Linked DNA regions of Mus musculus: all the other regions are linked to region 4. Evidence: chromatin contacts called from public HiCAR-type and promoter capture Hi-C data. All regions are on one chromosome and are shown on one strand. Each heading gives the region's core, a stretch centred on a gene start, on an enhancer-like site or on the middle of the called end of the contact. The rest is flanking DNA. Distances are from core to core; before and after follow the strand shown. Region 1 overlaps Gna12 (guanine nucleotide binding protein, alpha 12). Region 2 holds the start of Grifin (galectin-related inter-fiber protein). Region 3 overlaps Gna12 (guanine nucleotide binding protein, alpha 12). Region 4 holds the start of Radil (Ras association and DIL domains).

Region 1 (2,700 bases), core at 97-2,596, 1.8 Mb before region 4:
CACGCACGGAGAACTTGAGGGAACTCAAACATGTTAATGGTAAATTAAAGCAGTCATCTATGGGCCGGCTGGGGGGTTTGGCTCAGCAGGTGAAGTATCCTCAGAACCCACGGAAAAACCAGGGCATGGCAGTGTGTGTTTGAAACTCCAGCACTGGGAGTAGTGATGGCTAGTAGTCAGTCTACCGATTGGTGAGCTCCAGGTTTAGTGAGAGACCCTGCCTCTAAATATAAGATAGGTCTGGAGTTGACTCAGCTTTCAGAGCACTGGCAGCTCTTGCACAGGACTCAGGGTTCATTCCTAGCACTTATGAGGTGCCTCACAACCCTTTCCCTGTAACTCCAGTTCCTGGGGGATCCAAGGGTCTCCCTTAGAATCTTTTGGGTACCAGGTATACACATGGTGCACAGATACACATGAGAGCAACCCCCCACCCCGAATAAATAAAATTAAAAATGCTTAAAAAAAAAAGCCGGAGGAATCAGATGTGGTGGTCATTCCTTTAATGTCAGCACTCATGGTGCATCTCTGTGAGTTCAAGGCCAGCTTGGTCTACTTAGTGAATTCCTGACCAACCAGGGCGACACAAAACCCTGTCTCAAGACAATACAAAGCAAAGATGAAGAGTTGACAGGATAGTGACATTAATCTCTGGCCTCTACATGTACATGGGCACTGTGAGTCTCCTTCTCCTCCTGCCCCACAGCAGCACAATAAAACAACAAAAAGAAGGCAGCTATTGTATGACTGCATTTACAGGAAACACCCAGGGAGTCTACAGGCAGAAGATGGCTGAAGGACTGTCTGGGCTGGGAGCTGGGGCCAATGTGCATGGGTGGGATGGATCTCACTGGTGTGATGGAAATGTTTTAAAAATGGTTTTAGGGTGATGTTTGCACAACTTGGGGAAATTTACTGAAAAGTCCTTGAATTATACACTTCTAAAAAACTGAAGAAAAAGAACAAAGTTTCCACAAAGCCTGCTTATTTACTTAAGACAGCTCCTGCCTTGCTTGGGAGGAGGATTAATCATCTCCGTTTAATAATCCTGAGTAGCTCAGTGCAGGTTCAGGGCTAAGATCTACTTCAGAGCCTCAGCTTGCAGGGTAGGAACGCTCCAATTATACAGTCTGTTACAGGCCGTGTGCATCTTTATTAAACCACAGCTATTTGACAAAATAGCAGCAGGAAGTTAAACAGACCCTGCATGTCAATTAAAAGGAAACTGGGTAAGAGCCCTAAATGGAACTACAAGCTCCAGCAAGCTCCCTTCAAAGGTCCTCAGAGGAGAGTAGCCAGTCCCCCCTCTGGGGCCTCTGGGAAGGAAGTGGGGGGCTGCAGCTTGTGCTGCTGGAGCGGGGGATTCCCGAAGTGGATCCCCATTTCCTCAAGGCAGGGAGGAAATGAAGCCTGCTCTATAAAGAACCGGTGTCTGCTGTAAGAGCAGTGGGCGCTTTAAACCACCAAGCCATCTCCCCAGCCCCACAGAATTCTTTCTCATGTAAGATAGAATCCTTCCCTAGATGAAGATAGAGCCAAATGTGGTGGCTCAGCCTGTAATACCAGCACTCACTGGCCCAGCCAAAAAACAGTCACCAGGGTTCAAGACCAGCATAGGCTTCGGAGTTTGACAGTCTCTGAGACAAAATAAAGAGGAGGAAGGGAAGGAGGGAGGGAGGAAGGGAGGGAGGGAGGGAGGAAAAAAGGCGTTTTCTACCATGTCTCACGAGAGAGGGGAATGGGGAAGAATTAAACTTGTTGCCTGTTAGAAAGTTTATCAAGATCTTAACTCGATCCTTACAGTTGCTGCAAGGGTTAGAAAACACCACAGAAAACATGACAGGGGAAAGATGGGAGAGAAGGGGAGGAGGAAGAAGGGGAACAGGAAGAAAGAAGGAGACTAGGCCCAGACAGCGGTGCACCGCACTGGAGCACTCAGAATAGCTCTTGTAGCTCTTCTCTAGGCCTGACGTTAGCTCAAAGTAAAAAGCCACCCCCTCAAACAAAATCAACCAACCAATACCAAGAAATGGTAATAGAGACACTATAACTTTTTGAACATCAGCGTAAGAACAACCACAAACCTGGACAGTGCTTTCTAGCAGGAGTCACCTGAGAGCTCCCAAACCAGACAAGGAGAAAGTGGGGACACCCAGGGACTGTGCCTTCACGGTGGCTTTCCCAACCAACCTCTGGCCACCATCTCTGCCCACTCTAGGAGCCTAGGCACCCAGGGCTCCCTCCCCAGCCAGCAGGGCCTTGTTGCAACAAGGTCACTAGCCACCTTCCACTGATGGACAGATGAGCACCTGACTTCGGGCCACAGACCCAGCTCTCCTATGAAGACAACTTAAAAAAAAAAAAGATTTATTTATTTATTATATGTAAGTACACTGTAGCTGTCTTCAGACGTACCAGAAAAGGGTATCAGATCCCATTACGGATGGTTATAAGCTACCATGTGGTTGCTGGGATTTGAACTCAGGACCTTCGGAAGAGCAGTCGGTGCTCTTAACCGCTGAGCCATCTCTCCAGCCCCCCAAAGACGTTTACTCTAAGGAGGCTGGCCTGAACTTTGCAGAGGCTCCTCAAGGCTTCGGCACTGCACTTGCCCAGCAGAGCTTAGGTTCCGGGCCTATCCTCATCCTCTGTCAGCTGAGATGCTGTGCAGAGGTTACTGGCTCAGGAGCATGACTTCCA
Region 2 (2,700 bases), core at 30-2,529, 2.0 Mb before region 4:
TCTCCAGGCTCCACCCAACAGCAGCCAAGTGTGAGCCAGGACTATTCATTCAGCTTGGCTCCTCTTTGTCTCTCTGTCTCTGTCTCTCCCTCTCTCCCTCTCTTCTCTCTCTTCTCCACGTGTTCTCAGCCAGCCTCTACCTTTCTTCCTCTTTCTGTCTTCTCTCCTCTGTCTTTCTGTCCTTCTCTGCCCCCTTTTCTCTGCCACTATCCCCTTTCCACGTTGCCTTCCTTTCCCTCCAATAAACTTCATTTTGTACTAGGCCTGTTGCACGGTGCTGATTCCTCGGGGGGGGGGGGGGGGACGGGGACGACGACACATTGGCCTGGCCCACCAAGGTGCTCATTGGCCTGGCCCACCAAGGTGCTCCCTCCTGCCGCATTTTATAAAACACAACCCTGGCTACTTGGCAAAGCATGGTGTGGACCACCTGGTCCTGAGTTCCTAGCTGGGGATCCCTCTTTTCACCAAGAGAAGGTGGTTAGTAGCCAGAGAGAGAGAGACACCCTGTGAACAAACTCCGTGAAAGGAGGCCACTCGGCCCAGCAGGGTGCACCAGCCCATGCATTTATCCTCCGCAGTCCCTGTCTTCACGGGTCCTAGGTGTCCCACCCCACCTCTCCTTCCTCCCACAGACCCCATCACCTCAAAGGGCTCTCCCAGAGTCAGTGGGAATATGCTGGACACCTCCTCCTGCCCCCACCGTCCTCCCTGGAAAGCATTGCCCACCACCGTGGCGCTGGAGAATCGAGGTTTGACGTGGAAGGCGATGTCTCCGGCGTCTGTTAAGAAGTTGATCTCGAACCTATGGGTGGAGAGTGTGATTAGGGTCAGGAGTGTGGCTGGAGGGTCCCGACCCCAGCGAGGGAGGCTCTTACTTCTCTTCTCCAGCATCTGCATGTCCCTGGACAGTCAGGCTCCAGCCAGGGGCCAGACCCCCTGCACAGAAGGCTTCGAACTGAAGGCAAAACACAGGGGACAGAGCCCCAGAGGGCTGCAACCTCCTTCCTCCCCATCAAGTGTGCTGTTTATTCAGGGACACCGGCTCCCACCAAGCCCAAGCCTCTACTTCCATGTTGCTCTGGGTGTGGTGGTCCAACCTTACCCCCACAGCCTCTCTGCTTGGGGGCTGAGGAGAAGCTATAAACATTCCCAGCTCTATAGTGGAGTAGGTGGCCCCACCAGGCGCCCACCCCCCCACTCCACTTCCTTCTCCAGCATTTGCAACCTCCCTGGGCTGTGGATCTTACCCACCTGCAGTGTCATTGCCCTCAGCCACTGGGTGTGGGGATGAGGCAGCTGGAGATATAGCAGAGCCCGCTGGGGCGGGGCATGGGGGCCCCACCTCTAGGGGCCTTGTCTGGGTCACATGGACCTCTGTGCCCCATTTTTCCTCCCCCCTCAGGCTAACCCTGCTGGAGAGGGGGCTGGGTACATGGCTTAGTGGCAGCGCTCTTGCCCTGGGTTCATCAGTGAATACACTGGTCCTTTCAACATACTTCCCCAGGTCTACCTAGCTCTGCCACCAGCACTATTCAGGGTCTTGTGCACATCTGGGGATACATCACCCATCTTTGTAGGGAGGGTGTAACCAGGGCCCCCCCCAACTCCCATACTCCAGAGCCTCACACTGACCCCATCGGTCTCAAAGAGTGAAGAAAGTGTGTCCTCCTATAGAACCCTGGCTGACCTTATGACCTCAGTCTGACCATCCATCAACTGTCTACCATACTGGGAATGTGTCCCTGATCCAGTCCCCTTCCATCCCAGGGCTGCCCCGCTGCAGTGGCTCAGTGGCCTCAAGGGGATGAATGGGGATTAGGCCTGGCTCTGCTCAGCACATTCCAGTGTCCAGTCTACAGATGGGGAGGGCCTTTCCCACACCCCCACGCCTCTCCTGGCCGGCTGCCTCTTGGGCTGAGCCAATGAGAAGGATCCACTGGGGCCCTCGAGGCCACCTCAAGGATGGAGGAGAGAAGCCCAAGTCTGTGGGGGCGGTTATGGGGGCCTCTGGGACTCTCTGAAGGGGGAAGTTGGGTCACAGTGTAGCTGTGGTGGGGGCCCAGAGCCTTGGGGGTAAAGCCTGCAGATGAGTGTGTAACAAGCACGTGTCTCCTTTTCTCCTGTCCCCGTGGGTCCCCTCTGCCACCGTTCTTCTCTCCAGGCCCTGGCAGGGCTGAGCCTCTGGCCTGCTTTGCCTCTTCCCAGATACCGCTGCACGGATGGACACAGTCTGGCAGGGAGCTATGGGTACCAAGGTCAAGCAGGACACAGAGATGGCTCACTAGCATGGCAGGGTTGGCTGAGCCTGCAGGGGGCAGCCCAGAGCAACAGAGATTCCCTGGGGTGAGCCTGCTGGACCTGCCTGGCTGGGTGCAGAGTCTGCAGACCCCACATGCTCACCTTCCTGGAGGGCCATGGGGAAGAAGTACCATCAGTAAGTGCTTGCTGCGCAAGTAGGGGGATCTGAGTTTGATGCCCAGCACTTGTGCAAGGCACAGAACACAGTGGTCTGTGCTGGGGTCTCCAGCCAGCCAGTCAGGAGACCCTGGCAAGTCCCAGGTCCCTGTGACAGTCTCTCAAAACCACACACACTAAAGCCCTGGGCCGCAGGGCCCACTAGGAGACTGCAGGCCGGCTTCATGGCTTTCCCCTTCTCCTTTCCCCTATGTAGGGATGCTGCTGGGACGAGATGTCCAT
Region 3 (2,700 bases), core at 123-2,622, 1.8 Mb before region 4:
CCCGTTGAACCTAGTCTAGTTAGAGTCGCTGTGTGCCTGGTTCTGTGGCTGGGTCCCTGAGAAGCTGAGCTGTAGAGGAAGACCATGGACAAGTCAGGGGAAAGGCAGGGTAGCCTGCAGCACCACATTGTGTTCTGCTCCATGCGAGGCAGCTGTCTGTGGGAAGGAACTGTCAAAAACAAGCTGCCAGAAGGCCACAAAGAGAGTGGCACTGAAGCTGACCCTAAGTTGAAAAGCCAGCCGTGGAAGAAGCTGTGGCAGTTTCCCTGGCTGAAGACATCTCATGGGCATAGGCCCTGAGCTTTGCATTTTTACAAAATTAAACAAAACATTGGAGAGGCCATGACTATGTGGAGGGCAGGTATCACAGTGGTGGTGTGCCCTGGGCTGAAGCTGTGGCCTACACTTCCATGGGCCTTTTAGATTTTTCCCTGAATACCGTTTGAAAGTGAATAAAATAATTTGCAACCAGAAGAAGTTTAATGTCAAGGCTGTTGTTTTATGTAACTGACAGATGAAGCTTCTACACAGTGCACAAGAAATTCTCTCTGTAGTCTTATTTAAGAAAAATTTAAGGAGGCTGAAGAGCTTGCCTAGTGGAAAAATCGTATGTCATGCTAATATGAGGACAGAACTGGGAAGACATGGCTACTGCCTGCAATCCAGTACTTGGCTAGCTAGACTAACCATTTGGCAAGCGCTGTGTTCAGTGAGAGACTTTGCCTCAATAAAGTGGAGGAAGACATCCACTGTCAACTCAAGTCTCCACACTGACACATATGTATCCACAAATGTATGTCCTCAACCGTCATACATGCATACATTATCATACACACACACACACACACACACACACACACACACACACACACAACTTTTTTGCTTAAAGAGGGCTAGGATAGTGCTTGCCTACAAGCTTAAGGGCCTGAGTTCAATCCCCAGAGCCTACACTAAAAACAAAACCTGGGAATAGTAAGATATTTGTAATCTCAGGGCTGGAAATGGATTTCACTGGTCTGACTGGCCAGCCAGCCTTGACTCAAAACACAAGGTGGCCAGCACATGAGGAACATCAAAGGTTGTACACACACACACACACACACACACACACACACACACACACACCCCTTTGAGGACTGCAGTATAATTTAGTGGTAAAGTGTTTGTTTTACATGCACGAAGCCCTGGGTTGCATCTCTAGCACCTAAAAGAAAAATTCTTTGTCAGTTTGCCAAAATAGAGTTGGAGACTGCCCAGTTGGAGACTGCCCATTTGGGAGCTTGGACTTCTGTCACACGGTTTACCCATGTGTGGACAACAAAGCCACTCTCAGATTTAGTCACCACTGGTCAAGATGCCAATGAAACTGAGGACACTTCTTGCCTTACCCTTACCGCAGCACCAGGTCTAGGGGAAAGCCAGGACTGTACGAAGCTGTGTTTGCCTGCTTACTCTGAGGTCATCAGAGACTGCCTTCTCCAGGGCTGGGCGATGCTAAGAAGCCTGTAATTCAGTCTGCATCCACAGGGAAGCCCAAACCTCAAAGCCTTAGGAGCAGGCCAACATCAGACTGTCAAAACCAAAGGATAGAATTAAGGTCTCTCTCCACACTGTCCTCAGTCAGGAACTATGGGTTGTACGGAAGGGAGGGGATGAGCTATGGTGACTTGAGTTCACACCAGGACAAACAGATACTTCTGTACATGGCTGTCTCTTAGGGGACAGGTAGGCAAAACCACTGGTCAGAAACTGACTTTGCATTGCAAATGAAATGTCCCCCTGAAGTTCAAGTCCCTCCTTAGTAAACTACTGTCATAAAAGGTATAAGTCACTGTAGTCAGTGTGTGGTGGGTCTCATCCGTAATAGCAGACTGACGTTTGCCTCTATGGATTGCTTTCTGGCTGCCATGTTCTTTCCAGCTGACCCCAGGGCGCTGGTTCTTTCTGCTCCCTGTGTGACTGCCTGTGTCAGTGGCTCCCCAGGAGCCACTGAATCCTTTCCCTCAGTCTCAGAATCACCTGGGGAAGCTGAATCCCAAACCTCTTGATTCAAGGTCTTGGGGGCCGGAGCCCAGGCTGAGCATTTCTGAGGGCCTGTCCTGTGGCTCCTCAGGCTGCTGCCTGTCTAACTAGGACAGGATGATGGTGGATCTCACATTTCTTGGCACCCAAGACTCACAGGCGAATCCATTTTCTGCATCTCTGGTGTTATGACACCTGAAGCCTTGCTGATGGGAGAGACATGGCCCTTTCCAGGACAAGACATCCTCTGTGATAACACTTCATGTCTGACCAGCCAACACAGACCACATACTCAGAGGCACCTCTTTGAAGTTCCCCTGGCTTTTCCCTGCTTGATTCTTTATTCCTCTGCTCTAGTCACCTAGGGCAGGTACTTGACAAGCAGGGAATATTCTGTGGCACCTGACATGATTTGAATTGTCTGATCCTAAATCTCTTATCTGACTTTCTTGTTTCTTTTCACAGAAACCACAATGAATGTGGTTCACGACATGGTGTGCCAGCTCCTGCTTCCCAGACCAGTGAGCACTAAGCCACCAGCTGAATGTCTCCCATCCCTGCAGGAGACAGGTCCTGGTGTCCCTTCATCACCCTTTCCTTCTTTTTGCAGCACACATACTCAGTAAGATCCAATGATATATTTACTGTGCATTGTTCATTAATCTAAAATAAGCTGTG
Region 4 (2,753 bases), core at 8-2,507:
TTTTTTAAAAAAGAAAAAAAGAAAGGAAGAAAAGAGAAAAAAGAAAGAAAAGGAAAAAAAGTAAGGTTAAGTCACAGAGACCAGGCAGGCAGTGAGGTCAACGACGGCTGACATGGGTGGAGGGACGTCTCTGTTCCAACAGGACAATGTGGAACACATTATCATTCCAACAGAAGAAAAACTGAGCAGTCAACTTTGCAGACGGCGCATTAGCCTCCTCCCCTCATCCACAAATCCTATCTTTATGGCTCCAGCTGGAGGGCGGCTTTAAAGGCAAGCATAATTCAATCAGGTTTCATTTGGGCCGCTAGTCACTTAGCAAAAAGGGACTGACTTCTCCCAGCAGGATTAAAGAGAAGCTCCTCTCTGGAATGCACAAGAGGTGGCCCGCAGCACCGAGAGACACCAGTAATCAAATTCTTTTTGGTAATTCAGATTAACCAAACACTCGACAGGCGACAGAGGCTGGGCCGGGCAGGTCTGCAGCCTGTCAGGCCCCCATCCCAGGGCTCCCCAGGGACAGAAGCCAGATCCCTTTGAGGGCCTCGGAGCTCCAGCTCAGCATCTGTCTCAGGCGCGGCACTTGTCGGGGGACTGGCTGGAAATGATACAGAAATAGCTGGAGAAACAATGCCTCTCGCGGGCACACCGATGGGGAGGAGACGCGATGCGGGACGGGTGTAGGCGGGGGTGTCACCACCATCCTGGTGGGCGAGTGCGGGACTCCCGCCTTGAGCTCTTTCGGGTTGTTCCAGGTTAGATTGCACCTCCAAAGCACTACCAGGTAAACTGAGGCCTGGAAAGGTCCCTTGGCCACGAGTGACGGAACCCGGATTGCCCCTGGAAGTCCACGGGGCCACGCAACCCGCGCCCACCCGGCCTTCAGGTGCAGCTCCCCCGGGCCGCTCCAGGCCCCGTGCGCTCGCCGGTTTCCATGGCAACCGAGCAAGCCTGCCTCCATCGCGCCCGGACTCGCCGTGGGGACCGTGACCAGCGCGGCCCCGCCCCAGCGCGTGCCCCGCCACCCGTGTCTCAGCCCGCGGTCTCCGCACCCTCCGCGGGTCCCCGCAGTGGCCCAGCCGCACCTCCTGGGCCATCCTCGGCCTCTGCTGACCTTCCTTCTCGCGCCCCGCACTCACCTCAGCGCAGCCTGTCAGCTGCGTCCCCCGCGCGCGGCTCCCACGCCCGCCGTTAGCCGAGCTGGCGCCCGGCTCGAAGCGCCTCCTGCCGGCCGCGCAACGGACAGGGCGAGGCCTCCGAAGGGGCGGGGCCTCTGGGGGCGGAGCCTCTAAGGGCGGGGAGTCGGGCGAGACGAACAGAAACTTGACACCTCAGCGCCCAATGGGCAGAGACGGAGCCTCGAGTGGGCGGGGTCACATGTATTAGGGCGGGCCTGGCCGACCGAGAAAGATAGGCTGTGCGCTAGCGCCCCCTTCTGGTCCCCAACGGTAAGAACGATTCTCTAAGAGGTGTGGCCTTTGAGTGGGCGTGGCCTCGGCAAGGGGGCGGGGCTAGTTTCCCAAAGTCGAGTCGTGGTATCTCAAGGGGCGGGGCTGCAGGAAAGAAGGGCGTGGCCTGTTCTTGGGCCCCCCTGCTTTGGGGTTGTGTACTCTATGATCAAGTAGGTGGTGTTTGGCCTCCACCCCAGTTAGTGGACGAAGGTGGAGGGGTGGACAAAGATGGACAGGTACATAACTGAATATGCATGAAACTGACCAGGGACAGGAAGGCCAGACTTTTATTTTATTGAATATATTTTTATTTATTCATTGACAATTGCATACGTGTATATAGTGTGTGTTGTCAGCATTTAACCCCAGTTCTTTAATTTTAATGTATCCTTCGTAGAATTTTATTTTACATTTTAGATAGGGTCTCATAGATGCCAGATTGGCCTCAAACTCCATGTGACCAAGGCTGGCCTTGCACTCCTGATGCTATTACCTCCATTGTCCTTGTGTTGGAATTACAAGCTTGCACTACCATGCCTAGTTAATGTAGTTCTGGGGATCGAACCAAGGGCCTCATGTATGCAATACAAATGCTCTACCAACTGAATCACTTCAACCCTAAGCAGCCAGAATTTTAAAAACACAAGTCAAATTATGGCAGACTAACTTTAAACCATGCAAAATGGGACCAAATCAGCTCTAGGTCCTTGACCCAAATAATGTATTTTGCTTTGACTTCTCTCTGGTATGTTCAGTGATCTCAAACTGCACACCCTAACCCGAGAAGTATATCTTTTTGTGGGCAGTTTGTCAAGAACTATACTGTAGAGAAGTAGTTCTCAACTTTCCTTAATGTTGCAACCCTTTAATACAGTTCCTCACTGGGTGGTTTGAATAGATATGGCCCCATACACTTCTGTGTTTGAATGCTTGGCCCATAGAGAGTGCCACTATTAGGAGGTGTGGTCTTGTTGGAGGAAGTGTGTCACTGTGGGGGTGGACTTTGAGGTCTCCTATGCCCAAGCTACACCTAGTATGACATATGGTCAGCCTCCTGCTGCCTGCGGATCGAGATGCAGAACTCTCAGTTCCTCTTCCAGCACTATGCCTGCCTGGATGCTGCCATGCTTCCCACCATGATGATAATGAACTGAACCTCTGAAACTGTAAGCAGGCCCAGATAAATGTTTCTTTTACTTTGGTCATAGCATCTCTTCACAGCAATGAACCCCTAACTAAAACACTCATGTTGTGGTAACCCCCAACCATAGAATTATTTCACTGCTACTTTATAATTTTGCT

Evidence for each region. Promoter capture Hi-C pulls out the DNA fragments that hold promoters and counts their contacts. HiCAR-type assays count read pairs that join an accessible place to other places.
Region 1: a HiCAR-type map of astrocytes shows a contact between it and region 4, with 5 times the contacts expected there. The contact joins the enhancer-like site here to the promoter of Radil in region 4. A contact is called at or near these places in 5 of 39 promoter capture datasets (the 3T3-L1 cell line, cranial neural crest, liver and 1 more) and 2 of 115 datasets of contacts at active chromatin or transcription factors (astrocytes and embryonic stem cells).
Region 2: a promoter capture Hi-C map of liver shows a contact between it and region 4, with 3 times the contacts expected there. The contact joins the promoter of Grifin here to the promoter of Radil in region 4. A contact is called at or near these places in 4 of 39 promoter capture datasets (the SN4741 cell line, embryonic stem cells, hippocampal neurons and 1 more).
Region 3: a contact with region 4 is called in a promoter capture Hi-C map of 3T3-L1-derived adipocytes, with 9 times the contacts expected there. The contact joins the enhancer-like site here to the promoter of Radil in region 4. A contact is called at or near these places in 7 of 39 promoter capture datasets (the 3T3-L1 cell line, 3T3-L1-derived adipocytes, cranial neural crest and 4 more) and 1 of 115 datasets of contacts at active chromatin or transcription factors (embryonic stem cells).

What each region holds. Positions count from the first base shown.
Region 1 is chr5:140,770,550-140,773,249 of GRCm38.p6, forward strand. The region is part of intron 2 of Gna12 (guanine nucleotide binding protein, alpha 12); the gene reads right to left. Among named protein-coding and RNA genes, the nearest start is that of Gm30745, 22 kb to the left of the region's middle. Within about 2 kb of position 1,347, at least 68 of the 459 cell types and tissues checked have an H3K27ac peak or open chromatin away from gene starts, as enhancers often do. A contact at or near this core is called in astrocytes and pre-B cells, where this site is marked.
Region 2 is chr5:140,563,788-140,566,487 of GRCm38.p6, forward strand. It overlaps Grifin (galectin-related inter-fiber protein), which reads right to left and starts at 1,280. Exons shown (of 5, transcript NM_030022.1): 1 at 1,255-1,280; 2 at 879-958; 3 at 646-805. The coding sequence starts at 1,266.
Region 3 is chr5:140,799,154-140,801,853 of GRCm38.p6, forward strand. The region is part of intron 1 of Gna12 (guanine nucleotide binding protein, alpha 12); the gene reads right to left. Among named protein-coding and RNA genes, the nearest start is that of Gna12, 30 kb to the right of the region's middle. Within about 2 kb of position 1,373, at least 71 of the 459 cell types and tissues checked have an H3K27ac peak or open chromatin away from gene starts, as enhancers often do. A contact at or near this core is called in 3T3-L1-derived adipocytes and liver, where this site is marked.
Region 4 is chr5:142,549,841-142,552,593 of GRCm38.p6, forward strand. It overlaps Radil (Ras association and DIL domains), which reads right to left and starts at 1,258. Exons shown (of 15, transcript NM_178702.4): 1 at 1,140-1,258.